2 separate regions of the Macaca mulatta genome follow, and region 1 is linked to region 2. A link is a contact called in public Hi-C data. All regions are on one chromosome and are shown on one strand. The core of a region is the stretch at or near the end of the contact, and the rest is flanking DNA. Distances in the headings are between cores, read along the strand shown. Region 1 holds the start of PNPLA4 (patatin like phospholipase domain containing 4). Region 2 holds the start of NLGN4X (neuroligin 4 X-linked).

The links. Hi-C and Micro-C count contacts between places; a contact is called where the count stands out from the background.
Region 1: a contact with region 2 is called in a Hi-C map of fetal cortex germinal zone, with 6 times the contacts expected there. The contact joins the promoter of PNPLA4 here to the promoter of NLGN4X in region 2. A contact is called at or near these places in 2 of 14 Hi-C or Micro-C datasets (fetal cortex germinal zone and fetal cortical plate).

Annotation. Positions count from the first base shown.
Region 1 is chrX:7,453,126-7,456,676 of T2T-MMU8v2.0, forward strand. It overlaps PNPLA4 (patatin like phospholipase domain containing 4), which reads right to left and starts at 1,839. Exons shown (of 7, transcript NM_001193844.2): 1 at 1,682-1,839; 2 at 327-519. The coding sequence starts at 506. It overlaps LOC114674912 (a long non-coding RNA gene), which reads left to right and starts at 1,900. Exons shown (of 5, transcript XR_003726006.2): 1 at 1,900-3,551.
Region 2 is chrX:5,788,989-5,792,855 of T2T-MMU8v2.0, forward strand. It overlaps NLGN4X (neuroligin 4 X-linked), which reads right to left and starts at 2,472. Exons shown (of 6, transcript XM_015126897.3): 1 at 2,171-2,472.

The DNA.
Region 1 (3,551 bases), core at 589-3,088, 1.7 Mb after region 2:
AAAACAGGCCCCATGCTCTTCTCATCATAGAAAGAGGAAATATCCTTTGCTTGAAAGGAACAGAGCTGGAATCTTAAGGATAAATAAAAACTCAAGAGTAATATGTCATTTTATTTCCTTATTTCACTATCACGCAAAATAATCTTTTCCACAACCAGAGCACAGATCCCTAATAATTACATCTTAAAAGAAAAGTCCTAATCCTTTCTGTTTCCAAGCAAAGGATTAATTCTCTGCCGTGTTAACTTAGTAGAGTCAATGCTCATGTTTCCCTTTGGGTCTTAATTTCTTGATGAGCAACACAGTCTAAGTTACTACTTAATTACCTCTATTTTTTCTGGTGCTGTTAGCAGAACAGAAGCAACCAAGGATCCCGCAGACGCCCCAGCGAAAGCTTTGACATCCTTCAGAAGTTTTTTGCCATGTCTGCAAAGTGCAGATGCTGCCCCCAAGTGGTAAATGCCCAGAAATCCACACGCTGCAAATGACAGGTTGATGTGCTTCATTCTAGCTGCAGCACTGGCAATACAAAAAGCAAAAATGCTGTAAGTTGGAATAGTTTATCCCACGTACTGTGTAGTCTTATGTTGATCATCGTTCTAAGGCTTTCTTCTAACATCATTCTCTGTTTTAAGCACAGTGGTTTCAATTAATTCTAATTAAACACAAGAATATTTCAAGGAAATCTTTTCTTTCCCTCCTCACCTTGACCCAAGTCTTATACATTAAAAACAAACAAACAAAAACACCCCCAACATTCCACATTTACTCGGTACATAGATTATGCAATCTACGATTTAATTACTTGGCAAGAAACAGATGTATACATTCCAGTTGGCAAGGGCATTCGGTCTTTTCTCTTGACCCTTTGAAACGTTTTGCAGGGTGGGGGCGGCACTACCATTATGAAACAGAAAATTATTAGAGACCGTATCAAATTCCAAATGAACAATACATTTGTTCTTGGTAAGTGTATCAGAAAAGTTTAAATATAGTTCCCTACTCCCCTTCCCCATTTCTATTGAGCACCCATATTTTTATGAACGCCAATACAATCACTCAGTAACGCAATAAGCAATCACTCAACAATGCAATACATTTCTTTGCCAAGTATCTCAAGACTAACTGAGGTCATGACTGGCGAAGGCAATTTAAGGCTCCATGAAATGTCAGCCACGCCACCACTTTATACTTGGAACATATCTAAATAGAAAATTATGTTTTCCTATGCCTCAGTGCGCACTACTTGCCCACGTGAATGCAATTGTGCCTCCACAAGGCTGTCCATTCTGAAGGCCTCAGGGTTTCCTTGGGGGCCCAAGGGCCCCATTCAGGGACCCCAAGATGAGGCACACTGCAGGGCCTCGAAATTAGGGACCTAAGACCGCCTGTTCCTGATGCACCCGGCCAGGCCCTGTGAGGGCAGGAGGCTCGGCCGCCGCAGGCTGCGCTGGCGTCCGCGTAGACTGAATCCCAGTCAATGATCCGGGGGCGAGCCCCAGTTTTGATTCCACTTCTGCAAATGGGGACGGGAAGGGGTTTGGGTGCTCAGCATCCACGCGGCCAGGCCCAGCCAGCACAGGCACAGTGCCCTCCGGCGGCTTAGAGGCAGGCGGGGCCGGGGTGGTCCCCGCATCAGTCCCGCAGGAGCACACCCTTGCTGGGCCCCAGGGCTCCGTACCAATGCAGCCCCGGGACACTTCCGTGTTGAACGAGTCCCTTTAAGCAGATGGCGGGGCCCGACCGTCATTCAACGCCCTTCCGCCATCAAGGTAAAGCTACGCTCTACGCAAGCCGGCCCAAGAAAGTCCTGCGGCAGGGGTTGGTACCGCCTCCCGCGCAGACATGTGACGTCATCGCGCCGACGCAGGCGTCCGCTCGGCCCCGCCTGCTCTATTTAAACTTCTGGATTCAAGATGGCCGCTAGACCGAAGAGTCCTCCCGCGCAGGCAAGACTTACTCGTTTAGAGTCATGTTATCTTCGAGTATCTAGAGAGACATTTTAACCCACACCCTAGAGAGGCGTTGTAATCCCTGCGTATCTTTTAACGCTACTTGGCCCTCACCTGCGAAACTACTGTTCTTTAATAATCCTCATTTTCTGTGCCCCGGAAGTGCCTTCCTCTCTTCGCGTCTGTTTTCCGGAAGTGGTTCTTCTCCCTCTCCACCCTTGCGCCCGCTTGGGCGGTCCAGCTGCCCCTAGTGCCGACCCCAGGGGCTATTTGGCGGCTGAACATTCCGCATTTTTTCAAGGCGTGCCTTTGGTTTTTTTAAGAAGTGCTATCTAAAGGAGAGGCTGGACTATGGCTCTGGGGAACTTTCATATCCTTAGTTGACCTTAGGCTGTGTGACCTTGAGCAGGTAGCATAACCTGAGTTTCCCGCGTGACCTATGTGCAGATTGAGATGATAAAATGAGAGAGCTAAACCGGAAAGCTCTTCCAACATAGCCGGCCGTGAGCAGGTGGCTGTTTTGTCCTCTGGCACCACTGGCTCAGACTTAAGCAGCCTCGCTGACCGCCAAGATTGCATGCCATGCCCACCAAGATTTAAAGGACTCTGATAATTCTTTCTCTCCCCAGTGTTTTCCGTATCTAATCTTAATAAGCAAGCCTGGAGGAATCTCTGACTTGTGAGTGAAGGCTCTCCAGGTGCCCTGGTTTAAGGGCAGAGATTTATTTTCTCTGAGGCTACAAAGGAGCATCTGGGAGATGCGAGAATTCTTCTACCTTTGGCAAAACAGGGAGGAGGGTTGGAGCTCTCCAAGTTGCCTCTGGTTTGAGCTTTTTCTTTCTCTTTTGGTGTGTCGTCTCTGGCCAGCAACACCTGTGAGTCCTTGATTTGGCGATTAGGGAAGATGTTTTTAGTTCACATAACTATTCTTTAGAGAAAATTGATCCTGAAAACACCTTATTGCCTGATCATAGAATGACTGCATTACTCAGAATTCTTTACCTCCACTGGAATTTAGTGAAGGGAATGCCCAACGTACATTAGGAAAATACAGGCACACTCCAGTCCTTAAACCTTCCACAATCCTCTAACTCTTTAAGGTCGAGTGTGATCCTCCCCAGAACTGCATCTTCCAGGAAGTTCATGAGAAAGAAAGGATCCCAGGTCCCATCCCTGATCTCCTGAATCGGCATCTGCATTTTAACAGAATCCTGAAGCAGTGGTCTAACTCCTTTGGTTGTGGTATGGTTTGAATGTATACCTCCAAAATTCACATATTGAAATACTAACCCCCAAGGTATTAGGAGGTGGGGCCTTTGGGAGTTAAGTCATGAGGGTGTAGCCCTCATGAATGGGATTAGTACTCTTAGAAAAGGGACCCCAGAGAGGTCTCTTTCCACCATGTAAGGATAAAAGTACAAGGAGAAGATGGTAGTCTGCAAACTGGAAAAGGGCCCTCCTCAGAACCTGACCATCTTGGCACCTTGATCTCAGACTTCCATCTTCCAGAACTGTGGGAAATAAATTTCTTTTATAAACACTCAGTCAATGCTACTTTATTATAGCAGCCTGAATGGATTAAGACAGGTGGTCTGGTGT
Region 2 (3,867 bases), core at 1,222-3,721:
CCATGCAGGACATCCGTTCCCAGGGTGGCCCGGGTCAGGCCTCGGGGGTGCAAGGGTTGACCTGACCCCCCCCCCCCGCTCCCGCCCCCGCCTCTCCGGGAAGAAAGGTTGCTGTGTCTGGCGGCGAGCAGGCGCCGGAATGGTGCGCCTGGGCCCAGGGCTGCACGGTGCACGGGGCCCCGATACCGGGAACGCAAAGCTCCGGGTGAGGCCTAGGAGAACCACGCCGAGGGACCCCAGCCTACCGGTTCTCGGAGGGGCGAAAAAGCCAGGTCAGGTTGAGGGAGAGGAGGAGGAAGGGGTGTCCAGGAGAACGACTGGAAGATAAGAGCATCCCCCGGGGTAGCGACCGGCCTCTTGGAAAACCAGAGGCGGAGGGAGCAGCCGCGGAGTGGAGGGCGCAGGCCGGGACCTGGGCCTCTCCTCCCACAGCAAGCCCCCCGCCCACGCATCATCTGCAGCCGAGCGGCACCTACCTCCCTCTCCCCACCTCATCCCTGCTCGCTCTTCTGCTGGTCAGGCCACGAGGGTGCCAGCGCGGGCTGGGGGCGCCCCAGCCGCGGCCTTGGGGAGGGGGCGGGACTGAAGTTCACTCTCTCCCTGCGTGGTCTAGAAGCCCCTCGCCCACCCGCCACTGTCTCCCCCGCCTCTGGCTGCGCGCTTGGCGGATCTTCTCCATCAGTTCTGCCCACTGGAGTGGGAAGGGGCCGGGCCGAGCCGCGCGGGAATTGGCAGGCGGAGAGGCGGGGAGGCGGGGTAAGAGACGAGATGAAATCGGCCCGGGACAGCAGAGAGCCTTGGGATGGGATGGGAGGGAAGAGGGGGTGGCGGTGGCGTTTTCCAGGGCTGTGGGGGTGGTGCGCCTATTGGAACCTACTCCTCAGCCTCCTTCCCCGTCCCCACCTAGGGGACTGGCGGACCGTGCGTCCCGCAGGCTTAACACTCCCCCCGACACCCCCGCTCCGAGAAGGGGTGTTCTCAGTGGGCACCGACTAGGGCTCCAGATCCCCTGAGACCCAGACAAGGGCTCCGGTCGTCTGTCCTCGCAGCTTCCAACTTTTCCGCTCCTCCGGATAAGCGGGCAGTTCAGAGATGGTTCCCAGGGCGGCAGCTGCAAGCCCCCCAGCGCCCCCATCAAAGGTTCAGACTACACTCAAAGGCTCCCGAAGAAGCAAAACCACCAGCTCTACCCCTTTCTGCGGTTTGCCTCACCCTTCCCACCCGCCTCGAAACCCACACACACGGGAAAGGGGTGCATGGAGCCCGCTCCCCGGTTTGCAGAAGCAGCGCGGAGCTACGGTCATTTCGTCTTCACGCGGGGTCTCCAGCGCGCCTGGATCGTTCCCTAGCCCAGCCAAGCCAGGTCTAATCAGTCTCGTGCGTTATTTCGTGCATCACCCAAGCCGTCATCTTATTCAAGGCCCGGAGATGAAGGAGGGAAAAAAAAATCGCTTAATGCAACCCCGACCAAGCCTGTTTTCCCTTTTTCTCTCTGGTTAACCGCACTCCCCCAACCCCGCAAAAAAGCACCCCAGGCGGTGGTAGCTGACAGTTTTCTTAAAGAAGAAGGGGGTGGGGGGGGGTGAGGGGGAGAAAAAGAAAAGAAAAGAAAAGAAAAGCCTCCCATGCCTCACAGTTTGCAGAAGTCTTCCTGCCTTCACCATCTCCAGCCCTGACCGCTTCGCTCCTTCTCTCCCTGTACTGCAGATACATATATATATTTTTCCCCTCTCCCCGCCACAATCTTCTGTTTATTTGTATGGAAGGCAGCGCTACTTTGTAAACACATCACACACGGCCCCAGAGCCGTTCAAATAGCTGATTGCAGCAAAACGCTTCCAAACAACGGTAGTCCGGATTTTTCTTTTTAAGTGAAAATAAAACCAAGTATTTCTGTGGAGAGGTTGCATGTAAAAGCCATATGAAGGTCCACACTCCCACCCACACCTAAGAAATGGAGCGAGACAGATAGGAGAAAGTCCTGTTCAAATTTTCCAAAAATAATATTAATAATCATAAAAGAAAAAAAGATCAAATAAAGTGAAACTCAAGTATCTGCAGTGAGGCTTTCCATCCTTTGCTGGAAAACCACTGCAAGTCAAAATGTTTAAACGGCTTTTTAAAATAAGGAGAATAATATCCCAGAGACACGTCTTAAAACTACACCTACCTTAGCTTTGGAAGAGCTGCATCGGCTGTTAAGAGTTCTTTTTACACGTCCAGATTTTTCTAGGCAACTCGAAACGAGGTATGATTCAGGAGGATGTTTTGAAAGCCCAGGAGCCTTCCCCTTCTGGAACCCCCCAACTAGATTTGCTCATCCAGAGGAATGCAAGAGCCACCAACACCGCCTAGTTTGGAGGAAATTCGTTGTTTCTGCCGTCAATGGTCTGTGGACGGGCAGAACAAGCATTACAATTGAAGCAGGAAGGGCCGAGCTAGTGGCTGAATAAGAGCTCTGTGCTAAGAGACAGAGAAGGGAGAGAGACGGTTCTGCAAGAAAAAGAGAGATTGAGGAGAGAGGTCCTGCTGTCTCCGGGGCTCTCCCTCTGCCATTGGACCAAACTGAATGAAATTTACAAAGCCAGCAGCCAATAGATCTCCGGAGTCGGCCCCATCACTACAGAAACCACATCCACAGCTACAACCTCATGCAAAGAACAGCTAATCCCAGTGCAAACCAGCTGTAACGGAGAGATCCCGGGTACCCGGGAGATAGAGCAGGTGGGCATGGCACACGGTGCCACAGCACCAGACGCGCACAGCAAACCTTCTTCCTCTTTGCTTTTTTAGGACTCTCTAGATACCCTCCACACCAAACATGCTGCAGTATATGCAAACATCTTTAACTGTTTAAGGTCATGATCTCCAGCAGTCCCTGTATCTGCGTTATTGTGAGTCAACTGGGAAGCAATGATATAAAAAAAAATTTTAAGAGCAGCAAACATTGGAATGCAGCTCTGTAAAGTACAGGACCTCTTTTATGCTCAGGGTATGGTTGAGAGAGGATCGATGAAAGCTTTTTGTTTTCTTCTATTCTTATACGTTCATGAGTTTGATAAAACATTGGAGTTGTGCCCAGGATGAGGCATTTGTTTTTAAATACGCCTCTTCATTTCCAGGGTCCAGGAGGTTATCTTTCCGAGGGAGTTTCAAGTTGCATGGGGCGAGGATGGGGGTATGGCCCCTGTACTTAAAGCTGAGTTGGAGAAAGTTGGGTTTAATTTGGCAATGCAAAGATCAGAGGGCATCATAGAGTGTTGTGACAATGAACACGGATTTTAAAATGAGATTGCTTGGGTTCAAGTTGCATGTGACTTTAGGTGTGTATTTTAATGGTTTGCCTCCATTTCTGCATCTGCAAAATGGAACAGATAATCGACATGTAATACTGTAATGATTAGCTGAGTTAATGTGTGGGCCCTCATAGTCTTCACAACAATATTACATGGTGATTACTTTTATTCTTCTGACTGGCCAGAAAAGTTAGCTTTTCTTAAAATTATTTCGTGGTCCATTAATTCATTTATGAAAGGAAAAAAATAGTGTCTGCAACACATAGGATATCCTCCTAATTGCTTCTGCTTTAGGCAGTAAACCGAAGCACGATGATGTGAAGGATACTTGGGCAGCATGACCAATAATAGGGAAGGTGATAGACACCAATTTGGGGACCTGGTTTCATGTAAAGACTCTATCCTCACAAACTTTGCCTTGTTGTAAAGTCAGTTATGTTCTGTGAATCTGTTAAACTGAGATTAAAATTACCTTTCCTGTGGGCTTCTTGTGGAGACTACATGAAATAATATGTATAAAAGCACCTTTTACCAACAAGATAGGTACACAGATATACACTTATCTATTAAT